Linked DNA regions of Mus musculus: all the other regions are linked to region 3. A link is a contact called in public Hi-C and HiChIP or PLAC-seq data. All regions are on one chromosome and are shown on one strand. The core of a region is the stretch at or near the end of the contact, and the rest is flanking DNA. Distances in the headings are between cores, read along the strand shown.

Evidence for each region. A called contact is a pair of places that touch in the nucleus more often than the background predicts. HiChIP or PLAC-seq counts read pairs in DNA pulled down with a chosen protein or histone mark.
Region 1: a Hi-C map of bone marrow-derived macrophages shows a contact between it and region 3, with 32 read pairs. The contact joins the promoter of Gpr3 here to the promoter of Fam76a in region 3. A contact is called at or near these places in 11 of 39 promoter capture datasets (the 3T3-L1 cell line, the SN4741 cell line, embryonic stem cells and 7 more), 1 of 15 datasets of contacts at CTCF or cohesin (large pre-B cells), 12 of 484 Hi-C or Micro-C datasets (Th2 cells, bone marrow-derived dendritic cells, bone marrow-derived macrophages and 7 more), 19 of 115 datasets of contacts at active chromatin or transcription factors (astrocytes, bone marrow-derived dendritic cells, bone marrow-derived macrophages and 11 more) and 5 of 9 other capture datasets (adipose tissue, embryonic stem cells, liver and 2 more).
Region 2: a contact with region 3 is called in an H3K27ac HiChIP or PLAC-seq map of embryonic stem cells, with 2.7 times the contacts expected there. The contact joins the enhancer-like site here to the promoter of Fam76a in region 3. A contact is called at or near these places in 1 of 39 promoter capture datasets (liver), 1 of 15 datasets of contacts at CTCF or cohesin (large pre-B cells), 2 of 484 Hi-C or Micro-C datasets (CD8 T cells and muscle stem cells), 7 of 115 datasets of contacts at active chromatin or transcription factors (acute myeloid leukemia, astrocytes, bone marrow-derived macrophages and 3 more) and 3 of 9 other capture datasets (adipose tissue, embryonic stem cells and pancreatic islet).
Region 4: a Hi-C map of B cells shows a contact between it and region 3, with 5 read pairs. The contact joins the enhancer-like site here to the promoter of Fam76a in region 3. A contact is called at or near these places in 1 of 39 promoter capture datasets (stem cell-derived epiblast-like cells), 1 of 15 datasets of contacts at CTCF or cohesin (large pre-B cells), 1 of 484 Hi-C or Micro-C datasets (B cells), 3 of 115 datasets of contacts at active chromatin or transcription factors (intestinal villus epithelium, large pre-B cells and microglia) and 2 of 9 other capture datasets (adipose tissue and liver).
Region 5: an H3K27ac HiChIP or PLAC-seq map of embryonic stem cells shows a contact between it and region 3, with 4 times the contacts expected there. The contact joins the promoter of Ptafr here to the promoter of Fam76a in region 3. A contact is called at or near these places in 17 of 39 promoter capture datasets (the 3T3-L1 cell line, 3T3-L1-derived adipocytes, the C10 cell line and 10 more), 1 of 15 datasets of contacts at CTCF or cohesin (large pre-B cells), 51 of 484 Hi-C or Micro-C datasets (B cells, the Ba/F3 cell line, CD4 T cells and 31 more), 13 of 115 datasets of contacts at active chromatin or transcription factors (the HPC-7 cell line, T-cell acute lymphoblastic leukemia, astrocytes and 8 more) and 2 of 9 other capture datasets (adipose tissue and liver).
Region 6: an H3K27ac HiChIP or PLAC-seq map of microglia shows a contact between it and region 3, with 6 times the contacts expected there. The contact joins the promoter of Map3k6 here to the promoter of Fam76a in region 3. A contact is called at or near these places in 13 of 39 promoter capture datasets (the 3T3-L1 cell line, 3T3-L1-derived adipocytes, the C10 cell line and 7 more), 1 of 15 datasets of contacts at CTCF or cohesin (large pre-B cells), 7 of 484 Hi-C or Micro-C datasets (B cells, bone marrow-derived macrophages, embryonic stem cells and 3 more), 21 of 115 datasets of contacts at active chromatin or transcription factors (the 230-238 cell line, acute myeloid leukemia, bone marrow-derived macrophages and 12 more) and 3 of 9 other capture datasets (adipose tissue, liver and pancreatic islet).

What each region holds. Positions count from the first base shown.
Region 1 is chr4:133,209,783-133,214,191 of GRCm38.p6, reverse strand. Gpr3 (G-protein coupled receptor 3) reads left to right here and starts at 1,656. Exons shown (of 2, transcript NM_008154.3): 1 at 1,656-1,773; 2 at 2,828-4,409. The coding sequence starts at 2,833. The coding sequence ends at 3,825.
Region 2 is chr4:133,182,782-133,186,830 of GRCm38.p6, reverse strand. Wasf2 (WAS protein family, member 2) reads right to left here. Exons shown (of 9, transcript NM_153423.6): 3 at 1,728-1,862; 4 at 1,079-1,232. Among named protein-coding and RNA genes, the nearest start is that of Mir7017, 11 kb to the left of the region's middle. Within about 2 kb of position 1,365, at least 193 of the 459 cell types and tissues checked have an H3K27ac peak or open chromatin away from gene starts, as enhancers often do. A contact at or near this core is called in CD8 T cells, acute myeloid leukemia, adipose tissue and 8 more, where this site is marked.
Region 3 is chr4:132,921,098-132,925,354 of GRCm38.p6, reverse strand. Fam76a (family with sequence similarity 76, member A) reads left to right here and starts at 2,804. Exons shown (of 9, transcript NM_145553.2): 1 at 2,804-2,997. The coding sequence starts at 2,917.
Region 4 is chr4:132,582,719-132,587,057 of GRCm38.p6, reverse strand. No RefSeq gene overlaps it. Among named protein-coding and RNA genes, the nearest start is that of Ptafr, 21 kb to the right of the region's middle. Within about 2 kb of position 3,082, at least 15 of the 459 cell types and tissues checked have an H3K27ac peak or open chromatin away from gene starts, as enhancers often do. A contact at or near this core is called in B cells and microglia, where this site is marked.
Region 5 is chr4:132,561,980-132,565,805 of GRCm38.p6, reverse strand. Ptafr (platelet-activating factor receptor) reads right to left here and starts at 1,739. Exons shown (of 2, transcript NM_001081211.2): 1 at 1,532-1,739.
Region 6 is chr4:133,238,957-133,243,033 of GRCm38.p6, reverse strand. It overlaps Map3k6 (mitogen-activated protein kinase kinase kinase 6), which reads right to left and starts at 2,216. Exons shown (of 29, transcript NM_016693.5): 1 at 1,603-2,216; 2 at 77-216. The coding sequence starts at 1,945. It also overlaps the pseudogene Fcnc-ps.

The DNA.
Region 1 (4,409 bases), core at 407-2,906, 290 kb before region 3:
TAGCCTGGTCCCACAAAGGCAGAGCCTCCTGTGACCACTCTTCATTTTCTTTGTGCCCTCCTGTGTTTCCCTGACATCCTCTACTGGCCAGATACACCACTGACAGCCAATATACAGCCCCGTGCTGCTAACGGGCCAACTGCCCCCAGCAGTCCCCAGCCGTTTAGACATGAAAAAACAGCTTCAGAGAGCCTAACAGGGCCTCAAAGTCACAGGGTTCGGAAGCGTGGATTAGGCTTGGAGGCCTGACCTCCTCCACCAGCTGAACTCCCCATATCCCGCCCAAACCCTGCCAGTCTCCAGCCCATGCTCTGTCATCTCTGTGAGGCTATGACGCATTCCCTGACTCCTGGCCTCCTTCCTTTCCTCAGCCTCAGACCGACATCCGACCCCTGACTCCCATCACCCTCCTAAAGTCTTGAACATTCCAGAGACGATCAAAGGGAGAAAGGACAGTACTGGTGCCTAGGGTTAGATCTGATGGGGCATTTCCCTAGGGATGGCGCAGGCAGGTCTAGTAAAGAGCAAGTTTTCTTTCTGCCCCACCCCCTGGGGTACCTAAGCCGGTGCTCAGGAAGGCTGCTCTGAGCACGGAGCTGCCGAGTCCTTCTGCTTCCAAGTTCTTCCCGGCTCCCTATCTCCTGCTGCTTCGGGGAAGTGACCACCCCCGCCCCCCCCCAGCCCTCGCTCTGGCTTTTCAGATCCTTGAATAAATAATTGAGGTTTTGAAATCTTGCCAGGCGCACCCTCCCATGCAGAGAGGACGCTATTGGGTCCACATGAGTGACGTCACCCAGCTCCTTATTCCAACCCCAACATCACGGGACCTGTCCTGACAGCAACTTACCTGCTGGGTCGCTGTCCAGTCAGACTTCCTACCCTGTTCCCTCACTCTGGGGCCCACACACAAGTCATTTGGTCTTTACTTCAGGACCCCACAGCTCTCATTTAGCTTCGTCACCTCAGTCCTTTATAGCACTTAACAGGGTCACAGTGACCTGAAGTTCCTTCACCTGCACACTCATCTCCAAAGCCTTGTCACCACTTCTGTTACCCTAGGGTCCCCGAGCTCCATCATGCTGCAGTCATCCTGACAATGCTGTGGCTGTCCTGAGGAGGCCTACACCCCGCTACCGTCAACGTCCCACAGCCGCCATCCTCCAAGATCCTGTCACCGTGCTCATATCGTCACAGCCACCCACCTCCCTGCTCCCTCGTGCTCCTGTCACCGTCGCCTCGGGGCCCTATCAGAGGCAGAGCCTGTCATCCTCACCGGGGACGCCCATTTCGCTCCATCACCTGTCTTATGTCAGCTCGTTTCTGCCACCGAAGGTACTCATCACCCCCGCAGACTATCCCAATCCCTTGACCTCTTCCCACATCCTCTGTGACCTCCCCGAGTCTCTTTTAAGGCTCTCCCACTAGTGTCCCCAAAACCCCCGACCCGCAGAGGGCGCCGCGTCAAGGACAGAGAGCCGGCTCCGGAGGGGGCGGGGCCGCGGCCACGGTCACTTTTTATGAATGGGGGAGCGGGCGGCGCGAGGCCTCATTACTATGCCGCGCAGCACGCGCTGCGCTCCAGCGCGCAGCGCCCATTGGCCTGCTGGGCTTCTGGCGTCACCAAACCGGTGGCCGGGGGCGGGGCGGGGCGGGGTGACTCACGCCGCGTCTCCCGCGGCCGCGGGGGCTTCTTGGGGTCCGCGCACACCTTGCTCTGCCAGAACCTGAGTGGAGGCGCCCCGCGGCCCGGCCGCACCCGGTCCTGAGCCACCGGTGAGTAGTGGGCCCTGCCGCGGGTACCCGGAGTCTGGGAGGACACAGCGTGCAGGGGCGCCGGGCCGGCGGAAGGCTGCTTGCCCCTGCTCAGGGTCGGGGGGTCGTACCTGGGACTCTGGATGTGCAGAGTCTGCATAAGCAGGCAGCTCCCCAAGTGTTCGGGTGCTCTCGAGTGGTATGATGGGGTGACCCGGCAAAGGGTGAGCATTCCTGCGGGACCTGAGGCCCTAGAGGGACGGGCGGTCATCTGAGGTTGGGAGAACAGGAGGCGTCTGGGGCGGGCACCTAGACGTCCGAGTAGCGGGTGGTGTCTTATTTGGGGCTTCGGCTATCCAAGGCAGGAGGCGGAGTCAGGCCCAAGATCCAGGTGTCCGGGCAGAAGGAGGGGTCTGACTCAGGAATCCGGCTTTCACCAGGGGGTGTCTGCTACGGAGACCCAGTGGTTAGGAGGAAGAAGGGGGCAGTGTGTGTGGGGTGTCTGTCCGGAGTCAGAAGTCTGGGAGAGTGTAGGGGAAATGAGTTCCCAGGTGTTACCCTGGGAATGTCGAGTGGGGGCTGGCAAGAAGCTGCACCGGCTTTGCCTGGGGGCGGAGCTTGAGGCTGGCAGTGCCCATGAATCGTGAGGGGTCTGGGAGCTTCAGGAACCAAGTCATCGTGTCTGGTGGGAGGGAGCTGACTGCTCTTCTTCTTGACGTGTTTCCCTCCCCTATTCATGAGCCTATTGAGGGCACACCTTGAATCCTGTGCTTCCCCTATTCACTTATGGTAAGCTTTGATTCACTTCTTTGACCACGTGTGGCCAAGAGGTCTTCAGGACTTAGAGGAATGGAGGGGAGGGTGAAGGGACACAGAAAAGGGATCACCGAGAAAAAGGGACCCCTGTTTAGAGGCCTGGAGGCATCAGAGGACAAAAACCACAGGACATGAATTGGGGGTGTGGGGTGTGCAGGACATCCGTACCCTACCTGTTATCCTGACAGCTTTCTTTTCTCGAAGGGCCTCCTGTCAGGATACGGGCCTGCCAGCATCTCATAGGACCTTTCTTCTACAGGTACCATGATGTGGGGAGCAGGAAGCTCTATGGCCTGGTTCTCAGCTGGCTCAGGCAGTGTGAACGTGAGCAGCGTGGACCCAGTAGAGGAACCCACAGGCCCAGCTACACTGCTGCCCTCTCCCAGGGCCTGGGATGTGGTGCTGTGCATCTCAGGCACCCTGGTGTCCTGCGAGAACGCGCTGGTGGTGGCCATCATTGTGGGCACTCCTGCCTTCCGCGCCCCCATGTTCCTGCTGGTGGGTAGCTTGGCCGTAGCAGACCTGCTGGCAGGCCTGGGCCTGGTCCTGCACTTTGCGGCTGACTTCTGCATTGGCTCACCAGAGATGAGCTTGATGCTGGTCGGCGTGCTAGCAATGGCCTTCACTGCCAGCATCGGCAGCCTGCTGGCCATTACCGTTGACCGCTACCTTTCCCTGTACAATGCTCTCACTTACTACTCAGAGACAACGGTAACTCGGACTTATGTGATGCTGGCCTTGGTGTGGGTGGGTGCCCTGGGCCTGGGGCTGGTTCCCGTGCTGGCCTGGAACTGCCGGGATGGCCTGACCACGTGTGGTGTGGTCTATCCACTCTCCAAGAACCATCTGGTGGTTCTGGCCATCGCCTTCTTCATGGTGTTTGGCATCATGTTGCAGCTCTATGCCCAGATCTGCCGCATCGTCTGCCGCCATGCCCAGCAGATCGCCCTCCAACGACACCTGCTGCCTGCCTCTCACTACGTGGCCACCCGCAAGGGCATCGCCACATTGGCTGTGGTGCTTGGCGCCTTTGCTGCCTGTTGGTTGCCCTTCACTGTCTACTGCCTCCTGGGAGATGCCGACTCTCCCCGTCTCTACACCTATCTTACCCTGCTCCCAGCCACCTACAACTCCATGATCAACCCTGTCATCTACGCCTTTCGCAACCAAGATGTGCAGAAGGTGCTGTGGGCCATCTGCTGCTGCTGTTCCACTTCCAAGATTCCATTCCGGTCCCGGTCCCCTAGTGATGTCTAGTTTCATCCTGGTGAACCTGTGGCTTTGACTACTATAGAACTCCAGAGTGTTAGGTCCACCAGGGCTTAATTCCAATCCCCAGCTCCACGCCCTTAAGACCCAGCTGGTTCTGGAGTTCTAGGACGTTGGGTGTTTTAGGATCTTATTCAAGATTCCTGCGGGGGGCCCACCCCAGCTGACCGCGTGGCTCTAGAATGTTCCAGATGGTCAGGGTCCCACTCGGAAATGTCTCACAGCCCAAGTGGTTTGCAGTTCCAGAAGGCTGGGAATTTTACAGTACCATTCCAAGTCCTTGATCTTCCTTCCCAGAAACTTGACCTTGATCATGTCGCTTTTGAATTTCGAAGCTCCAGAGTCAGAGGTTAATCACTTAGTTGCCTAGATGAGAGAAAGATTTATCTCTATATATGTGGACATACAGAGAAGGTTTATTTATTTATTTATTATTTATTTATTTATAAATTTGCTTATGGGTGGTAAGGGGGAAAAAAGAGACCTACACCTAGAAATCTAGCTCATATCAGGGTATCCTCAGCCTCCATGACCCCATTTCTGACCTCAGTTTCCGAAGGGGGCGGGATGGA
Region 2 (4,049 bases), core at 116-2,615, 260 kb before region 3:
TTTCCAGAAAGATGAAACATCTCAATATTATTTGTCAATCCTATCCCACCATACAAACACTGTCTCATATCGTTTTCAGTACTATGAGGTATGTCAACCCTTTCTATCACACACTATCCCCAAACTCAATCAGACTAAAGAGTGACAGCCCTGGGGCAAGCAAGACTCCATATCCTTTACTAGGACCAAGGGCAGATATTCTTCTTGATCTCTGTGAGACGCTACCAAGCTCCTATTTGGGGCTCGAGGGACAGACCAGTGTCCTTGAATTCAAGAGGTACACACACACACACACACACACACACACACACACACACACACACTCTGCTTTTCAGTGTACCCATGCCTGACCGCCAGCACCCACGTCTAGCTACCTGTAACTACTTTTTATGGATACAAGCAAGATAAATATTCCCTTTCTACTTCTGCTCAGTTGGTCTGTTCAAGATGACATTAGCAAATCGCCAGAGGGGAGGACTCTAGGTTGTCTTTAAACCTACCATCTTCCTTTCCCATGTCTACCTACACCAGGGCTGGTCCTTACAGAAGAAACCATCCAAAGGGTGTTCAAAATGAAGGGACCGGCACTCACGTGGAAGGACACCAATACTCCCCACACTGTGATCCCCCCCTCCCCAGCAGCCAGTATGAGGCTGGTCCCATTAACTTGCCCAAACATCTGGTAATTTAGAGTTTTCTGAGAAAGTGGAAAGCCGGTTAGAATGTGGCCCCTGGGAATCCGTGTGCAGGACTGCCTGCTAACAAGTCCTCTTGCTTCTGTAATAACTAAATTCCTTGGATGGAATCCAGATGGACTTACTTTTCCCAAGTTAAACTTTGCAGCATCAATGGTACAGCAAACTTTCAGTACATAGGAGACGCGGCATGTCCGTCAGAGACCAGACAAGAATGAGCTAACGGTCTCTGCTGGGGTGGGCAGGGAGTTCAACAGTATTCTCTCTCTGATACAGATATTATCTTTAGAGATTTTAGACAATGCAGTTTTTAATCACACACACAGAGAGAGAGAGAGAGAGAGAGAGAGAGAGAGAGAGAGAGAGAGCGAGCGCACGGTTACCTGTAAGGACTGAGATTGTTAAGAGGGGGAGGAGCGTCACAGCTGTTATAGGTCTCTAAGACGGGCACCGGGAGAGAGTTCCTGTCAAAGAGCTTCTGGTCTTGGGTGGTAGAACTTCTGAAGGCCTTCCGAGTGTTGATTCCTTGTAGTGACACTGAGAGAAGGAAGATGGAAGGCGTTAGAAAATGGACGGCAGGCTATTTGAGCAAACACTGAGTCACACCGTCGGAGACGCCTCAGCTGCTGCCTTTCTTGGCAGCCAGGTTTTTTTTCCCTTCCCCCTCTGGGGAAGCCCCACGAGGCTGTCAGCAGCCCAGCCATTTCATGACTGAACAGATGAAGCAACACAAAGGTTTACTATGTGGCCAGATCTTGCAGGCCTCTCCATGGGTGAAATGAGTCTTCCAAGTACTTTTATGGTAGCAAAATACCACTGAGGGAAAGGAAACGTGAGAACAAGGGGACTGGGGGGATGGCAGTGTGCTGTGTGGTAAAGGGAAAAAGGTTTCTTTACACCACCTAGGCTTATGTCGCTTCCAAGTAGACGTATATCAGTCTCTCTGATCTCTCCTCTTGCTTTGTAACAAACCAGGGCAGGATTCTGAGGCACTCCTCGGCAGAGCCTGCAGCTCTGGCTAAGCCTCCTTACCTTCTTCTTCCTTGGGATCCAGCTGAGTGACTTTAACTTGTACTCGGTCAACCCGCTCAGCAAGGGAGTTTACTCGGGAGGCAAAGGCACTTGCCTGAGTACAAATCTCTCCGAAAATGTCCTCTGCATACTTACCTAGAAAGGGCAAACAGAGCAAGTCACTAGTGCACAGGAGTGAGAGGAACCAGCCCAAAGACTAAAGAGTATATCGTACCCCAAACACACACACACACATGCTTGTTCTTGGAGAAAGAGACAGTTTCCATAGCCTGGTCACTCTGTGCTTATATAGTCCATAACTAATAGAACCTCTTTGGCAAATTCTGAACAAACATGAAATTAAAAGCAGGTTCAACAAAATCGAAAGGTGCAATGTCAACAAGTTAGTCCCGGAAAAGCAGCCAGTGTATGCAAACATTTGTCCTTGGCTCTCACCCTCCTGTTCTGTAAAGCACCTTGTAAAACGGCTCTGAGAGCAGCCTGAAAGTTAGAGCAACAACTAGGCGTCCATGCTTAATACACTAAATTACGTCCTCAGTTGAATTTCAAAAGCCCACTGAAAACCAAGATGTGGGTATCTCTAAGGGGCCTGAATTTTCCCACCCCACACAGAGATGCCAAATTTCTTCTAAGGGTGAAAAGGTCACCTTACATTCTCTAACCCACAGCTTTCAAAGTCTTTGCTCCAGGTTACAATCCTTCAAATCCACACCCCAGGGAACAAGCGAAAAGCTGAGATATTCAAGCCCTCCCTGAAAAACAAGACACCACTGGTCTTTTTCCACAAGGTCTCACTTTTTAGAATAAGAAAAGAGTTCTGTACTTTCAACCCTGAATGCAAGGAGAATTTGTAGCCAAAGAAACCGCCATGTGGAATAAATACCTCCACACTGTTATTCTGAGCCGCAAGGGATGGGAGAGGTATGAGGAGTAAGTCTCCACACCTCGGATGCTCACGCACAAAGGGAAGGCAGCCGTAAACGACTGCCCAACCTGACGAGAGTTTGAGACCTAGTTAAAGTAAGGTCTCATTTTTTTTTCCTTTAGCTTCTAAGCTTAGTACATATTTAAGGGGGAATTAGGCTAACCTAGCCTGGAAGGGCAAAACCACACCCTCGGGGTAAACTGCAGTTAACTTGTGCACTGGGAGCTCCTGGTGCATTTAATAAATCAAGGAGGAGCTCCCAATTCTGCATACTGCACGCTTCCATGCAGCAACAGTCAAGAGGCATTCCTGAGCTCAAAGGACTCAGAGGCCAACATGCTGCGTCCCTGCTCTGCTGCAGGCAGAAGGTCCTGTTTGATATGTTGATAATACAGCAGTGCTCCTGCTCCACCAGGTAAAGAAAAATTGTGTTTGGAAACAAAAGCAAAGAAATAACGCAGGATTATGCATGGGAAATGAACCAACCTTAAAAACACCCAATGGTGGTGGCTCCCACCTGTAATCTTAGCACTTGGGAGGCCGAGGGGGAGGCTGTTTGTTCAAGGCCAGCCTGGACTACATAGTGAGACTCTGTCTCATAACAAATGTAAAAATTCAACTGCTCTGGCGGAAAAGAGAAAAATACAAGTTAACCCATCTTTCTGTCTCCCAGAGAAGACTGAGATTTTCGGTTCCACAGTAGAAGGGCTTGTGACAGTGGGCATCAGGTAAAAATCTTACAAAAGATCTCAATATACAAAATTTATTATTATTATTTTGAGACAGGGTCTCACTATGGAGCACTGGCTGGCTCGGAACTTTCTGTGCAGACAAGATCTTTGAAAACTGTGAGTTAGAAAACATAAAGTGACCTCCTCACCAGGAGAAGTCCTACATTCCTGCGTCAGAGATAGATAAGTTAGAGATATCTTCATCTTGGTCTGATGTTCTACTGAAGTAATTTCTCATACAGTGTGAGGGTCATGGATCCCTGCTTGTTCCTCGTCACTCCCAAGCTGCTCTCCAGAGCCACCGGACAAGGAGCCTTTGAACCCAGAGATCCGCCTGCCTCTGCCCTCCAAGTGCTGGGATTAAAGGCCTGTGCTCAGCTTTCCTTTCTCCTTTCTGAGGCAGGGCTTCTCTGTGTGGCCCTCGCTGTGCTCTGTAGACCAGGCTGGAGTAAAGGCGTGCACCAGCACTGCCTGGCCTCTTCCTTGCCATGTCAGGTCAGGCCCTGGGCGACTCAGAATCACACTATGGAAAATGGAAAGAGCAGCAGACCTCAAATCAGAAGCCTCAGACTGTTAGAGCTCAGATCTTTATTTTTAGACACTGCCTCACTTCGTCCCCTGGCTGGTTTCAAATTCACTTAGTAGACCAGGCTGGCCTCAAACTCG
Region 3 (4,257 bases), core at 1,555-4,054:
TAGAGAAACTCCCATCTCAAACAAACAAACAAACAAACAAACAAACCAACAACAACATCATCATCATCGATCCACACAGGGCCCGAGGTGCTGCCCACAATGCCCTGTCCACGCTGTAGGTATCCTTTCTCTCCCTCTTTTCCTCTGAGGCCCAGGTACATGGGGCTTTTCTCCCATCTCAGGGCCTTCTCTCTCTGCATAGAATACTCTTGGTTAAATCAGGAGGCTAAATTCCTCTTGACTTTGAGATCTTGGCCCCTCAGAAAGTTCTCTGCGTCTGAGCACACGGCTGGCCAGCCACCACAAAAAAAAAAAAAAAAAGAAAGAAAGAAAGTTCTCCGTTTTATCATTCTATCATCTCGGTCTATCCTACCTATCTCCCCCACACACCCCCATCCTCCCGTCCTAGGTCTGTCCTCTTTCCTTGCAGGATTTTTTTTTCCCCCTTTCTTCCTTTTTTGGTCCTTTGCAGCCCTGGCTGTCCTGGAATTTGCTCTGTAGACCAGGCTGGCCTCCAACACAGAGCTCGGTTTAGTTTTGGCCCCTGAGGACAAGGAACTGAGGTGCACATTTTACAGATCAAAGCAGACCTGGCCTCCAGGTTCTCCCAGCATCCCTCAGTCCCTATCTGGCACACCCTGCCCCCAATCCTGAACTTTCCAGCCCAGGGGCTAGGCTGCCCTTCTCCAGAGGCACATTTTGTTCTCTTGTGTTCTCTCTCTCTCTCTCTCTCTCCCTCCCTCCCTCTCCTCCTCCCTCCTCCTCCTCCCCTCCTCCTTCTCTTCTTTCTCTGCTCACCATTTTTCCTCTTTCTCTCCCCTGACCTTTGCCCTCATGGTGACTCCCCTGGCCTTAATCCTTGGGGCCAGTGAACTTGCCAGAGAGCCCAATAAACCTCCATTTAATATAATGTAATCTGGCTTGAATTTGGCTTGTTTCATGGATGGAGAAATAATTTATCAAGATCCACCTGCCTCTGCCTCCCTGGCTGTGGGGTTTTTTGCTTGTTTGTTTTTAAAGACAGGGTCACATGGAGCTTAGCTAGACTCAAACTTAGTAAGTAGTGAAGGATAGAGTTGACCTTCTGATCCTCCTGCCTCCAGTTCCCATGTACTGTGATTACAGGTGTTACTGCTATGCTCAACTTACGGTTTGTCTTTTCATTTATCATAGCCCCTTTTGGCTAATTTGCCAAACAAAGGCAGAGATCATGTCTGGCTTATTGATTGTGTGCATAAGCCAGAATTGTCACATAGTAAATACTTAACACGTTATTCAAGGAGGGTCTGGAGAGATGGCTCAGTGGTTAAGATTACATACTGTTTGTACAGTATTCATGTCAGACAGTTTAAAACTGCCTGCAACTCCAGCCCTGGGGGACTCCATCTAGCCTTGATAGGCACTGCATTCACACACACACACATACACAGAGGCATGCACACTCACAAACACATTTTTAAAAAAAGATTTATTTATTTATTTTATGTATAGGGGTACACTGTAGCTGAACAGATGGTTCTGAGCCTTCATGTGGTTGCTGGGAATTGAACTCAGGACCTCTGCTGGCTCCAGCCTTGCTGGCTCCAGCCCCAAGATTTATTTATTATTATATGTAAGTACACTGTTGCTATCTTCAGACACACACTAGAAGAGGGCATCAGACCCCATTACAGATGGTTATGAGCCACCATGTGGTTGCTGGGAATTGAACTTAGGACCCTTGGAAGACAGTCAGCGCTGAGCCATCTCTCCAGCCCCACAAACACATTTACAAGTAAAAATAACTTTTAAAAAAGGTTTATTGTATGAATGATCATCGATATTTTCTATTCCTTTCTTTCCTCTCACTTCCTATGCCCTACCTCTTTTTCTTTCTCCAGTGCTAGAGATCAAACCAATCCCTAAGTCTCACACACACTAGAACGGACAGATCAATTAGCTCCATATTAAGTGAGGGGGACACAGAGACACACACACAAACTAAAATGTATTAAAGGTTTTGGGTCATGTACAGATGGCCTCCATACACACACAGCCAACCGATCTCAAGAGTATCATGGCCACCGTGTTCCTATTGCCTTTAATTCTAGCTTCAGGTCTCTACTGTTTTACCATTTTACAACTGCCCATCTTTTGTAAGTGCACGTGAGTGCAGGTGCCTGCTGAGTTAAGAGGCATCAGGGATAGCCCTGCAGCTGGAGTTACAGGCGATCTGAGCCTCCAGATGTGGGTGCTGGGAACCAAACTTTGCAAAAGCAGCATTCGGAGCCTTCTCTCCAGCCCATAGAGGACACTCATTTAATATCCTGCTTTTCCCCTCCGCCTGCTCCAAAGATAGACTTTCCTCCTTGGTTGCCAGTGGGTTTAAACTCCGGATGGTCTCGTAGTTCGAATCCGACGTTGCCCGACTGTCACCCCAATCCCACACTCCTTCGGCTAGCGGGAAGCTCCACGGCAACCCAAAACATCACAACTTCATCGAGTATCGCGAGAAGCTCCAATGCTCCCGCAGCCCCCGGAGAGGCGGAGCGAGGGCGGAGCCTCAGCGGGCAGGTGGGCGGAGCCCGAGGGCTTCCGCTATCCTACTCGGAAGACGCTCTTTTCAGGCGGCGCCCCCGCGTGACTGCGCTTTACATAATCGCGGCCCCGAGCGTCACAGTGGCGTAGTCCAACCCGGACCGAATCAGAGCCGTCGGGAACTCCACGTTCCGCCCCCTCCCGCGTGATCGACGTCCACGCGAGCCAGCGAACGGCCTCTGAGCACCGGAGAGCCCGCCCCTGCGCCCGCGGCCCGCCCTCGCCCGCCCGCCCTCCGCAGCCCGCGGCCCGGCCGCCGCCGCCAGGTTGTGCCTGAGACTGTCAGATAAAGCGGCGGGCCGGCGGGAGGGGCGGCGGCGATCACGGCCCGGGCCGGACATGGCGGCGCTGTACGCCTGCACCAAGTGCCACCAGCGCTTCCCCTTCGAGGCGCTGTCTCAGGGGCAGCAGCTGTGCAAGGTGCGCGGGCTGGGGCGGCGGCCGGGAGCTGGGGACGCTCCAGGCGCGGTTCGGAACTCTCGGTCCAGCGAGGACGGCTGCCGGGGTCCCCTCGGGCAGGGTGTGGCCGGCCCGTTTTGCGGACGAGCTGAGCCGGGCCCGCAGAGGACTGCAGGGTACTTGTGGGAGCCCCGGGCGGAGTCCAGGCCCTGGCAGCCGGCGTGTCCTGGTGCTTAGCAACGGCTGGGGTTTCTTCTCCGACCTGGTGAGGTCGCGGGAGGGGACAGCTCCCCTGTTTGTCCCCGACTGGCCCCCCGGGAAGATTTCCTTGGACCGCCTTCTCTTCTGATGTGGTCGTCTTGAGTGTAGAATGACGGTCCAGAGATTTCCCTTGTCCTGGATGAGATTGAACCCCGGAATCAGGTGCTGCTTGTGAGGAGTGTTTTGAACTCTGGACACTTCGTGGGCACTTTACAGCCGATCTCAAAGTTAGAGGTGGCAAGGCTTTATTAGGGAAAATGAAAAAAGTACCCCAACAGTGTCTTGGAACACACACGAACAGGGTGACTTTTTAGCATCTAATTGGTAGCCTTCCTCCTCATCCTAAGCATTTTTTAACCCCTGAAATGCCAGCGTTTTTATATATAACTTCCTCCCACCTCGTCGGTTCAAGAGAGCAACAGTTAAGTCGGCAAGCTCGTGCAGAGTTGCCGTTGACAGATCCTCAGATATTTCAGATACAGAATGTGTGTCTGTGTCCGTCCGCTGTGTGTAGTTCACCTCCCCGCGTCCCCCCAAAAAGATGCCCACATACTTTCCTTAAGCCACTTGGGTTTACTGAGTCCGAAAGATAGTGTTTGAAGGCCCCCTTGGACATAAAAACTTTGATCTAAACATTTTTCTTGTTTGTTTCCGAGGCAGGGTCATATAACTTGTAGCTCTGGCTGTCTTTGAACTCTCAGAGATCTATCTGACTGCCTCTGTCTTCCAAACGCTGGGATTAAAGTCGTGTACTGTTGCTCAGTCTAAGGCTGTATGATTCTTTGTTGTTATTTTTGTTTTTTGTTTTTCCAAGACAGGGTTTCTCTGTATAGCCCTGGCTGTCCTGAAACTCACTTTGTAGACCAGGCAGGCCTCGAACTCAGAAAATCCTGAACTCGGCCTCCTGAGTGCTGGGATTAAAGGCATGTGCCACCACCTCCCGGCTCTTTTTTTTTTTTTTTTTTTTTTTTAAAGGAAGTTCAATAAACAAGACAGCTTTAATCTTTTGCCTTCGTATCA
Region 4 (4,339 bases), core at 1,833-4,332, 340 kb after region 3:
CTACCCTGCATGCTCAAGACAAGGGTTCGAGCCGGGCATGGTGGCGCTCACCTTTAATCCCAGCACTTGGGAGGCAGAGGCAGGTGAATTTCTGAGTTCGAGGCCAGCCTGGTCTACAGAGTGAGTTCCAGAGCAGCCAGGGCTACACAGAGAAACCCTGCCACAAAACAAAACAAAACAAAACAAACAAACAAACAAACAAACAAAACAAAAAAGACAAGGGTTAGGTCTCTGGCACAGCATAAATTGGACCGGTTGGTGTCCACCTGAAACCCTACTACTGGGGAGGTCAACAAAAAAGGAGCAGGAAATCAAGGTCAAGGTCATCCTCACATACGCAGTGGATTCAAGGCCAGTCTGAGCTCCATAAGACCCAGACTCAAAAAAAAAAAAAAAGAAAGTCTATTTTTTTTCTACATCCTCATCACTACTTAATATTTTCCGGTTTTCTCTCGCTGTGGTTTTGGTTTCCCCTAATGATCAGAGATGTTGAACATATTGTCATGTACTTATCAGCCAGTTATATGTTTTCTTCAGAGAAATATATATTCAAGTCATTTTGTCTATATTTTTAATCAAGTTTGACTTCCTGTTATTGAATTGTAGGGGATTTTTGCATATTGTAAACCCTTTGCCACGCAGTCAGTTTGCAAGCGACTCTCCCATTTTAGGCACTGTCTCCTCTGTTGAGTGTGCCCTCTCATGGTCTGGCTTCTTTTTAAGGAACTATCATGACCATCAAAGACTGAAATCCCCCTGACTCATGTGTGTTCTGTCTCTGATTTCTTAAAACACTCTCTAGGCAACCAAGTGGTGGTCTTTAGTCCCAGTATCCGGAAGGCAGAAGCAGGAGGATCTCTGAGTATGAGGCCAGCCTGGTCTACAAAGCAAGTATCAGGACAGCCAAGGCTACATAGAGAAATCTGTCTCAAAAAAAAAAAAAAAAAAAAAAAAGCAAAAACAAAAAAACAAAAACAAAACAAAACCTCCCAAACAACAACAAAGTCCACCCCCTGGGAGACCTGTAGAATAACCTAGAAGTCAAGGGATGGCTGGCTGGTCACACTCCGCTCCTTTGCACACTTTCCCACTCATAAGGCTCGCACTAGGTTATACAACGTGGACTCCGTCACAAAGGGAAGAAAGCTGGTGTCTTACAATGTTGTAAATAGGAGACTCTGTGGAGTGGAGACAATCTGTTTGGCCAGGGGCAACATTTGTGACATTTAGTCTGTGCCAGGGACAGTCCTAAGCAGCTCTAAGCCCACAAAACTGTCTATGACATTGGTAATATGTGTTAGGGTCCAGGATTCTCCTCACAAGCCACACAAACACCGATCACAGTCGGCCAAGGAGAGTGTTTTGAGCACCAGTCCCAGGAACATGAACCAGATTCGGGAACTTAACCCTGACCCCAAGATCCTTCAGGGCTTTTAAGCCCAAATCTGTAAACATCTGTGCCAAGCTATGTCACCGATCAGGATTTAGGGATAGGGGTTTCCTTAGGAACAGGCCTTTGTTGTACACTTATCCTGCTCCCATTGGTTGGGGCATTCAGCTGTGGCAGGGGACTTGCCTTGTCTAATATTCATGTCTACCAGAATGGGACTTGTTTAACATTCTTGTGTTAACTTGCTAACCAGGATGTCAGTTACCCACGTGCATGTTTCTTTCTGCCAAGTAGGAGGTCAGCTCTCAGGGAGGTCTTGGGAACTGGTCTTGGGAACTTAAACTTTACTGGACCACTACTCAAAATGGAAGCTTTATTCCAAATACTTTCTTATATTGGTGCAGATGTCTCTCTTAGGCCAGGGTCTATCCCAGAGACAGCTAATACCATAAAAGCTTATACACGGGTGCAGGAAGTGGTGTGGGATGGTTGGTTTGGGTCCAAGTTTATTGTTGGTAACTATACAAAACAGTTCTATTGGCTTTTATCGTGATTGGTTTCTAAGGGCACAAAACATAACAGAATATGTGATCAATCTTGCTTTAGAAAGTTTCCTAGTAACAGAAGAAACATATGAGAAAGTTTCCTTTACAATGGCAGGCCAGGTAACTGTTACTTAGGCCTTAACATTTTACCTAGGCCTTAACAATATGTATTCTTTAAAAGAAAAGAATCTGAGAGCCGGGTGTGGTGCCCCCCACCTCCCTGCTTGTTCCAGCCTGCTCTCTCCGGGGCATATACCTTTAATCCTAACACTCAGGAGGATCTGACTTTGAAGTCAGCCTGCTCTGCAGAGTGAGTTCCAGCTAGGCACAGAGAGACCCTGTCTCAATAAGCAAACAAATAAATAGCATTTAGACAAATTTTCACTATGCAACCCTAGTTGGTCTGATAACTACCTATACAGCCCAGAGTGGTCTTAAAGTTGTAGCAATCCTCCTGCCTCAGACTCTTGAGTGCTAGAACTACAAGTGTGAGCCACCACACCTGGCCAATATTCCCATTTAAAAAAAAAAAAAAGGTCCAGCAATGTTCCATAGTCTGTCCGAAATCACAGACTAGAGGCTGAAGAAAGGAGCCCTGGCCACAGGGGTCCAAGGCCATTTTATTGCTCGCCCTGTGACATGGCACAAGCTCGCCCTGTGACATGGTACAAGCTTCGGAATCTGAATTATTTGAATCTGAGCACAAATGACTAACGAGTACCTGACTACAGCCTTTCTTTTTTTTTTTTTTTTTTTTTTTTTTGGGTTTTCGAGACAGGGTTTCCCTGTGTAGCCCTGGCTATTCTGGAACTCACTTTGTAGACCAGGCTGGCCTCGAACTCAGAAATCCACCTGCCTCTGCCTCCCGAGTGCTGGGATTAAAGGCATGTGCCACCACACCGGGCTCTGACTATAGCCCTTTAGTAATCAGAGGGAGTCCAACTAAAAGCAAGATTCGACTGCACATTATGTAGCATGAAAGTTCATGAAAAGAGAACCCATTGAAGTGGAGAGGCTCTCCTGGGACCCCAGTCCCCCCCCCCCCCCCAGCCCCGGAGGATTTGCATGCAGTTAACTGGGTGAAGTGACAGGTAAGGTGTCCATGCTCCAGTAAACAACCCTAGCGAGACTCTGGGTCACACACTAAAAAGAGCCCTGAAAGCAGAAGTGGAGTTAGTCAGGAGGAGGGAGGGGATGGAGAGGGATAAGCAGGAGTTGAGGGAGGACCAGGTAGCAAAGGGGGAGGGGTGAATGTGACCCAGTGCCTTTTACACAAGTACAAGAATGTCAATAATGAAACATGTTATTGTGGATAGTTAATATGGGCTAAGAACATATTAGGCTTGGTGCGATGCATTCACACTCTGAAGTGTGAATCTGAAGTGTGCAGGTGGATCTTTACACAAAGCCAGCCTGGTCTACAGAGTGATTCCAGATCAGCCAAAACTACATGGCGAGACCCTGCACCCAAACAAAAGAGACAACAAAATCCTCCACAAAACTCTGGGTAAGGGTGTGGACTGGTGCAGCCATTTCAGAAGCAAGTTGGAAGTCCTTCGTCAAACTAGACAGAAGACCTGGCAACACTGCTTCAGGATATGCAGCCCGAAGAAACTCTGCCAGTGTTGCCAGATGGTTCTGGAGCCCTTCACGCTGACAAGTGAAACCAAGTCTCACAAGCAGTAAGTGCCCCTCCTGGCTCCAGCAGTATTGGCGCTCTGGTTCCCTGGGGTCCCTAGAAACGCAGGTCTGTGCCTGTCTCCCAGTGTCTGAAGTGCCTGATCACGCCTAGTACTTGTGCCTGGGAAGAGTCCCCATGAGGCTTCAGGCTGCATGTGCTATACAAGAGACCTCCAACATCAGGGCTTGGATGGGCTCCTGAACTAGCAGCAGGCACAAAGATGCCTAGAAGAATTGGTGTGGGCTGGTGAGATGGCTCAGTGGTTAAGAGCACCGACTGCTCTTCTGGAGGTCATGAGTTCAAATTCCAACAACTACATGGCTCACAATCATCCATAATGAGAAACAAATAAAGAACCTATGACCAGAGCGAGTGGGGCAGGAGCAAGAGGAAGAAAGGGAAGGGGAAAAAAGAAAAAGAAGAATAGTCTGTGTGTGGGTGCTGATGAGAGTTCTAGGTTTGAATATTAATGACTCCACCCCTACGAGCCTTTTTTCCACATGTAAAACCAGCATAAAAATAATCTATAGGGTGGCTGTTAGGTAGGTAGGATTGTAAGTTTTAAAAATTGACCAAATTTTGCAGGGTTGTGGTGGCACACACCTTTAATCCCATCACCTAAGAGGCAAAGCAGGCAGATTTCTGTGAGTTTGAGGCCAGCCTGGTCTACAAAGTGAGTCCAGGACAGCCAGGACAGAGAAACCCTGTCTCGACAAAATAAAA
Region 5 (3,826 bases), core at 490-2,989, 360 kb after region 3:
ATTGCTCCTCTTGTCAGCATTGACAGTGACACTCCTGTTCTTACTGTTTTATGCTCAGCAAAGCACGTCCCCCACCTTCTTAGTTCATCCTTCCACAAACCTACAAGGTCAGAATTTTAAACCACAAAGAAGAAAATCGAGACTACTCAATGGCCCAAGGTCGCCGCAGATTATAAGCAAAATGGCAGACACAGACGGCCAGTCATCTCCTTTTCTCTCTGGCTGGGTGTGCAGAGGAAAGGATTCCCTCTTCTCTGGCAGTCACCATCCCCCACCCCAGCTCACTGACCATCTGGAGCGCATTCTAGTGCTCTGTCAAGCCGCAAATGAGAGAGCTATGAGTCCTTTATCCCTCAGTATCCCCCAAGTCTTCGGCCAGCAGCTCTGGTTTGTCGGCATCACCCCAAGACTTCCTGCAAGGGAGAGATAGCCAGTACCACACTGGCCTTTGTCCCCAACACCTGAGATTTAACGTGGCAACCTTTTGTGGACCTTTGTACCAGCCACCCAGTTATCAACATCCTCTGCAGTGGGTGTGGTCCCGGGGACCTAGCTCCATCCCAGACACTTTAGCTCAGCCTCCCAGGAAAGTCTGCTGGGGAGATGACATTGATTATACACAGAGAAGGTGTATAACTTCTCCAAAGTCACACAGCTAATAAAGCAAATGGAGGTCTGCTCACAGACCTCTAAGCCCTTGCCTCCCGTCCTCACCATCGCCTCCCAGAAGTTAAGGCTAAGATGGCTCCATCTCACTCTCAGAAAAGAGGGGTTCCCTTGGAGTGTCCCAGCACCTGATCACAGGCCAGAAATACCTACCACTCAGAAGGCTGAGAGAGGGTTAAGGACTAAGACTAGAGGATGGAGAGATGGCACAGGGATTAAGCGCCCTGGACACTCTTGGAAAGGACCCAGGTTTTGTTCCCAGCATCCACACAGTGGCTCACAATCATCTCCGAACTCCAGTTCCAGAGATCTGACCCCCTCTTCTGAACCCCAAGGCGCCAGGCATGCACACAGTGAGCATTCGTACTTGTATACACATACAATAATCCAAGGTTGCCTGTGCTACACAGTGAGTTCAAAGCCAACCTCGGCAGTGTGTAAGACCTCGATGTAAAATAAAAGTCAGGGATGGTGAGATAGCTCAGTAGGTAGAGGCATCTGCTGCTAAGCCCGAGAAGTGAAGCCAATCCCCAGGCCCCACATGGAAGAAGGAGAGAACAGACCGTCACAAGCTGCCCTTTGACCCACACATGTGCACCGTGACACATACATATACACACAATAAGCAAATAAAACGTAAAACAAGGGCTAGTGGCCAAGCATGTGTGTAGCCCTGGCTTTGGCCTGTCGCACAGCCATAAAGCTCTTCTTGAATATTAAGCCTGGCCTGAGAAAGATGCCAGATGGTTCTTTTAAAATCCAGCCACCCATCTACCTTAGTATGACCTGGAGGCATGACTCTGGCCTCCTGAGGAGACCTGTGTAGGGTTCTCCTTTGCCCAGCCAGGGCTGGGACCCTCCTTACCTGTAGGAGGAGCTCAGCCGTAGGCTCTGCTCCCTCCTGGTCCAAGCCTCAGCTCGAGCCTCTGTGTTGTGGCCTGGCAATTGCAGAAGTGAGGAAACAGAGCAAAGCACTGCCAAGTCACCCCTGGGAGGAAACACAGTGACCCAGGGCCCCTCCACCAGATGCCACAGGAACCTCCACACGGACTGAGCCAGCCAGACTCAGTACTGCAGAGGTTTCCTGCAGAGCAAGCAAAGGACAGAGAGGGTGTCAGACAGGGGGTGTGGAAAGGGGCGGGGTGGGGGAGGAGAGGGAGACACACAGAGACACAGAGAGACACACAGAGAGAACCAAAAGAAGCAACAAACAGTTGGCACGAGGAGAGGGAAAGAGAGTCAGAAAGGAGGGGAGAAGGCGAGAGGGGTAGAGGGAGGGAGAACGGCTGATGTAAACAGGAGCGCATGGGAGGAATGAGAGAATACAGAGAGGAGATTCAGGGAGGGACAAGGGAAAGGATGGATGACAGACAGAGAGCAGTCTGCACCGGAGACTGCCCAAGAGCTTGTGTGAATGAACACACCAGCGCATATACCTCTGTAGGGGAGAGAGAGGTGGGGGAGGGAGAAGCCACTAGATGAGGAGAGGGAGCTGGAAGCATAGCTTTGGTCATTAAGACTGGGCAGGGAATCCCTGGTGAGCAAGAAGAACTGGGCCCAAGAAACCCCTGGGAGCCCAGAACCACAGGGCTGGAGGAAGGAGGAAATTTCTCAAGCCCTTGAGCTAGAGTTCAGCTGCAAGTGAGTTCCCGGTAGGAAGAGAGGGTGAAGAGGTGTGGGCAGCTGGGGTAGAAGCCAAGTGAATTTGGTGTGAGAGCATGAGTCAGGTGAGGACTTCCATGTACGCAAATGAGAGAACCCCTTGTTTTGGTTTCCTTCTGCATAGCACTCAGGAGGTCAGCCAGGCTCCATGATAGACGCTGTCTATGGATAGCAGACCCCTCAGGTATCAGCTGACCCAAAGCCCCCTCCTAAACATCAAGGAAAAATGAAGCCGAAAGAGAGGAAAGTCTGTCTTATGGTGAGACATGGCGCCAAGTCTGTCTTGGAGAGCCAAGAAGGCAGGGATTCTGACTCCCCACCCAGTGCCTAGCCTCAGGTCCTGAGTAGCCAAGCTAGCCCCTTGCTGCTGGTCAGATGCCACCGGTGTTCCTTGTCAATGCTAAAATGGTTCCTTACAGGTCAGAGCATCATTAACATGAGCTTCAGCTCCGAAGAACTAAAACAACCGGGTGTGTGGCTCACATGTATAATCCCAGCCCTTAGAAGGCAGAGACCGGGAGTTCAAAGTCATTCGTGGCTACACACTGAATTCAAAGCTAGCGTGGGCTACATAAAATGCTATACAAGAGGAAGAGGTGAGAAGAGGAGGAGGAAAAGAGGGAGACGGCTCATTTGGTAAGTGTGTCTATGACTTGAGTTCAATCAGGGGCCGGGGATGGGGGGATGGGGGAGTCAGAGGTGGTCGTGCATGCCTATCATCTAGCAATGGAGAAGCAGTATGGAGGCTCCCTAGGGCTTGCTGGCCAGCCAGTCTAGCCAAATCACAAACTTCAGGTTCAGTGAGAGATGCTGTCTCAGAAACTAAAGTGACTGTATGTTGGCTATATGGCTCAGAGGGTAAAGGTGCTTGCTGCATAGCCTAATGACCTGACTTCAATCCCTAGGACATGCATGGGGAAAAGGGAGGTGAGGGTCTACTCTGGCCTCCATACTTGCACCATGGAGCACAAAAATGCACAGACACACAGACACAGACACACACACACATACACTAAAATACATAAGACAACGAACAGAGTTGGACATGGTGATTCATGCCTTTAATCCCAGCATTCAGGAGGCAGAGGCAGAGAGGCAGGTAAATCTCTATGTTTGAGGCCAGCCTGGTCTACAGAGTGAGTTTCAGGACAGCCAGGGCTACACAGAGGAACCCTGTCTTAAAACAGCAAAACAAAACAAAACAAAACAACAACAATAAAAATGTTTGCCTGTAACCCTACACACCACACACTCTTTTTTTTTTTTCAAGACAGGGTTTCTCTGTGTAGCCCTGGCTGTCCTGGAACTCACTTTGTAGACCAGGCTTGGCCTCGAACTCAGAAATCTGCCTGCCTCTGCCTCCCGAGTGCTGGGATTAAAGGCATGCACCACCACGCCCGGCTCCATACCACACACTCTTAAGCATCATATAATCTTACACACAAATCCCCTCACCCACCCACCATGACACTTGTGCCTGCCCCCATGTACCTTCTCC
Region 6 (4,077 bases), core at 967-3,466, 320 kb before region 3:
AGATACTGGCATTCTGGGGTGGCCTCACCCCAACCCTGCACCTGTCTTCCCAGCCCCCAGCCCCCTGGCCACTTACACGAAGGGCCTGCAGATCAGGGAGCTCTGCCTGGGAACAGAGGAGCACGTTGTTGGTCATGCTGAAGCTCTCACGCACGCCGAGGTGGTAGAACAAGGAAGGCTGTGCCAGGGAGCTGCTCACCTCCAGCACCACTACATCTGTGGACACAGAAGTGTAGGCCTGAGCGTGGAAGCCCACCTCAGTGGCAAAGGAGCCTGGAGATGCATGCCACGTCAAGTGCCTTGCCTGCACCTCATGCCAAAGTCGGTGCTGCTCTCGAGAGCTTCCCGGGGTTTTCACAGTACTCTTATTGGTGGTGTTACAGGAGATGCCCAGGGACCTTCATCCCACTGAGCACTTCCAGGTTATGTAGGAGACAGGAACTTTGCAAAAAGAAGTCCCATTCTCTCTCTCTTTCTCTGTCTCTCTCTCTCTCCTCTCTCTCTTGTTTTATTTATATGTATGTGTGTGTTGGTGTGAGTGTATGATAGAAAGCGGCATCAGGATCCTCTGGAGATAAAGTTACAGGTGGTTGTGAGCATGCACACCCCGTGTGCATGCTGGGAACCTCGGGTCCTCGGGAAGAGCAGCAAGTGCTCTTAACCTCAGCGCCATCTCTCCAGTCTTGAAGCCAGGGTCCTGAGGGTGATCTGCATCATCGTGTGTGAAGACAACGTCGTGCTTTTATGTGTGTTTGTGTAGCTTACTGTATCCAGCCATCTTTAAGTGACAATGTCCGCAAGGGAGGGACTGTATGAGTCAACGCAGATGATTCCACTTTATCTGTGGTCTGACCGGGTCAGCCTTCATTTTTAAGCTACAATTTAGCAGATGTCCAGGATACAAGGCTCTCTGACTCGGAGATAAACAAATAGGGATGAGGTGGAGCATCCGGTAGGTGGGAAAGAGAGGAATAGCTATCTTCCGACCTCACCCTTGGACTCCCTGTATCTCCTCTAGACCCACCCCTGCCCCACCCATTTTCTTTCGACTCCTAGTCTCCAAATACAATCCCTTTCTCCTATAATCCAGTCCCGAAGAGTTGCCTCAGTACTTCCTTTCCCGCCCCTTTAGTCCCATGTGGGATGTAGTATGCTAGGACTTATCAACCCCAATCCTGCAGAGATGGCCCCTTGCCATAGACCGAACTTCCGTCTCAGGCCTGATTCACCCTCAAAAGTCCAACGTGAGATCATCCTGAAAAAGAGTTCTCCCGCTTACGCAGGGAAGCGCAGCTCTGCCCCTCCCTCAGCCCCGCCCCTCCCCAGCCCCGCCCTTAGAGTTCGCCTGCTCCGCCCCACCTGCTTGGCACCACGCTCACCGAAAGATACTTAAACTCCGGAGCCAGGCCTGAATCCCCAGATCCAGCCTCAAGCCCATCACATCCATAATCCACTAAATGCCCTGTCGTTACTGCCTTGTCTCAAGTTCGGCTTTAGTTTACCGTAAATTCCCTAGACCTGGTACCCACACCCGCCCCGTCAGGGTTCTAAAGCTCCGCCCCTTGCCCCGCCCAGACTCAAGCCCCGCCCCGAGACGCTCACCCGCGTTGTAGAAGGAGTCCAGCGCAGCGGTGTCGCCTAGCGCCAGCGTCGCAAAGGGTAGGCTGCGTAGCTGCGGGGGTGGCCGTGTGCCCTGGAGCTGAGCGCAGGCCTCGCGCAGGCATCGCAACGGCAGCGGCTCTGCCTCGGTTCCCGACCCGGGCTCCACCCCGAGCCCCGGCTCCCGGGTCAGCACGTAGACCACACTGAGAGGCCGGCTCCGCGCGCAGCCCCGACCCGTGACCGCAGGAGACGAGCGGCCCCGGCTCAGCGCCTCCGCCAGCGGGTCCTGCCAGCAGCTGCCCGCCCGTTCTAGAACCCCGGCCCCAGGACATGGCCCCGCCATGCGGGGGCGCTCAAGCGCGGGGCCCCGGGCGCGGGGAACCCGGGACAGGGCACGAGGCTGAAGGTGTGGATCCAGTCGGGATCCGGAGATGGGCTGGACGTCCTGTTCCGGAACTCTTAAGTCCAGAAAGACTTCTTTGCTCAATCTTTCACGGTCCTTACAGATCTGCAATCCAGGACTGGGTTCTGGGAATCTGGGGTACCCAGTAATCCTCGGCTCACAGGTCACAGAAGAGTCCTGGGAAGTCAACCGGCAGCGTGCTACACCCAGACTTCTCAAGGGAGCGCTGGCAGTCACTCTGTCCTGCCCTCACATGTAGGCTGGGCCCAGCCCTTTCCCGACTGGGAAAGGCTCCACCCTCGGCCCTGGGGCAATGAGGCTCCCCAGCGGCTCTCCCTCCCTCCTCTCCGGCTAGAACCTCTGACACTGTCCACTTCCGGAACAGCCTGTGCCCCTATTCGGGCCAAACACTGTTGACTGCTTACTGCAAGCGCTCGTAAGACGTGTGCCCAGCCCAGGGATAGGAAACAGGACAGCCCCGCCCTGCAGGGACCTGGTAAATGAATGGACACTGGGCGGGGGAAGGACGGGGGAGCAAAACATTGTGTAGGCGGCACATGTAATGTTCCTGCTGGTAGGGGTCAGAATGTTGACAAGCGCTTTCCTCAGAGCCTCTCTTGCAGTGAAACCTTGTGGACCTTATTGGTCCACCCGAAACTTGACCATGGAGCTGAAAAGCACTTCTACGGTAAACTTCCTATCTACCCTTTGAAGGAACTCCAGAAGTCTCCGCTTTTTGGGTTACAAGGTTATCCCGGCTTCAAATTCACCAAGAAGCTTTAACATCATAGTATGAATCTAAGTTGCTATAAACCTTAGAGGGCCCTGAACTTAGAAATGAGACTTTGAGACTCTGAGGTTAGGGCCATGTTTCATAATCGTTTATTATGGTAGGGCTTGGGCATGAGAGACAGCACAGCTGTAAAGACCACTTGCTGCTCTTTCAGAGGGCCCTGGTTTGGTTCCCAGCACCCACATGGTGGCTCACCATCATCTGTAACTGTAGGCCCAGGGGAGTCCTGGCACTCTCCTGACCTGCATAGGCGCCCAGCACATACATGGTGCACATATATAATTACAGGCAAAAGATGCACATGAAATAAAACTAAAACTTTATAAAAATAATATGTTGGGGCTTTGGACAAATGGACCTTTCAACAAACGGTAGGAAGCCTCTGTTTCACAGCCTTCTTGTCTCATGGAAGGAAAAAAATATATCTTCCTAGGTTTGAACCAATGGGATAGACGAGCAATAGAAAGGGAGAATGTGGCCCATTACAGAGGTTTGGGTAGAAAACACACTTACAAGAAACAAATGGGAACCAAGTGGTGGTGGCACATGTCTTTAAGCCCAGCACTCAGGAGGCAGAGGCAGGTGAATCTCTGAGTTCAAGGCCAACCTGGTCTACAGAGTTTCCAGGACAGCCAGGGCTGCTGAGTGAAACCCTGTCTCATAAAATCAACCAACCAACCAAACAGCAAACAAAGAGTGAGAGAAAGCTGTCCTCAGATGCATCCACTTTGGGCTTGGGGGCCCAGGAGGATTGCGAGTGGGTGGTTGAATCTCTCACCTCACTGCCCCCTAGCATTTCTTGCATCCTTCTAGGATCTGAAGCCCGGAGAAGTCCTACCCATTCGTCTTCCTGATTAGAAGTTCTTCCTTGAATGGAACTGAAGCTTGTGTCCCTGCCCTGTTTTCTATAGGTTTTCTCCTGAGTAAGAAAAGATTTGTAAAGTGTTACAAAGTGGCCCTGCAAGCAGAGGCAGTTGGCAGTGAGGTGGCCAAGGGATGGAAGCTGTAAGGAGTGACGATACCGACAATCGAGTGCTCTAGCAAAGCATTATGTGTAATCCCACAGTAGGGGTGACCCATGCCTTTTTCTGAGGTCCAGTCAATGCCATACATGTGGGCAGTGGTCTCAGATGCAGCATAATGCCCCTTGAGATTGGTTCAGTTGCAGGATCCGTACAACCCAGCACCAGGGACAGTTACTGCACAGTTGTCCCATCTTGAATAAGGCTCTGCACCATCAGTGGTAGAAGTCTTTCCACTGGGCTGGAGAGGTGGATCA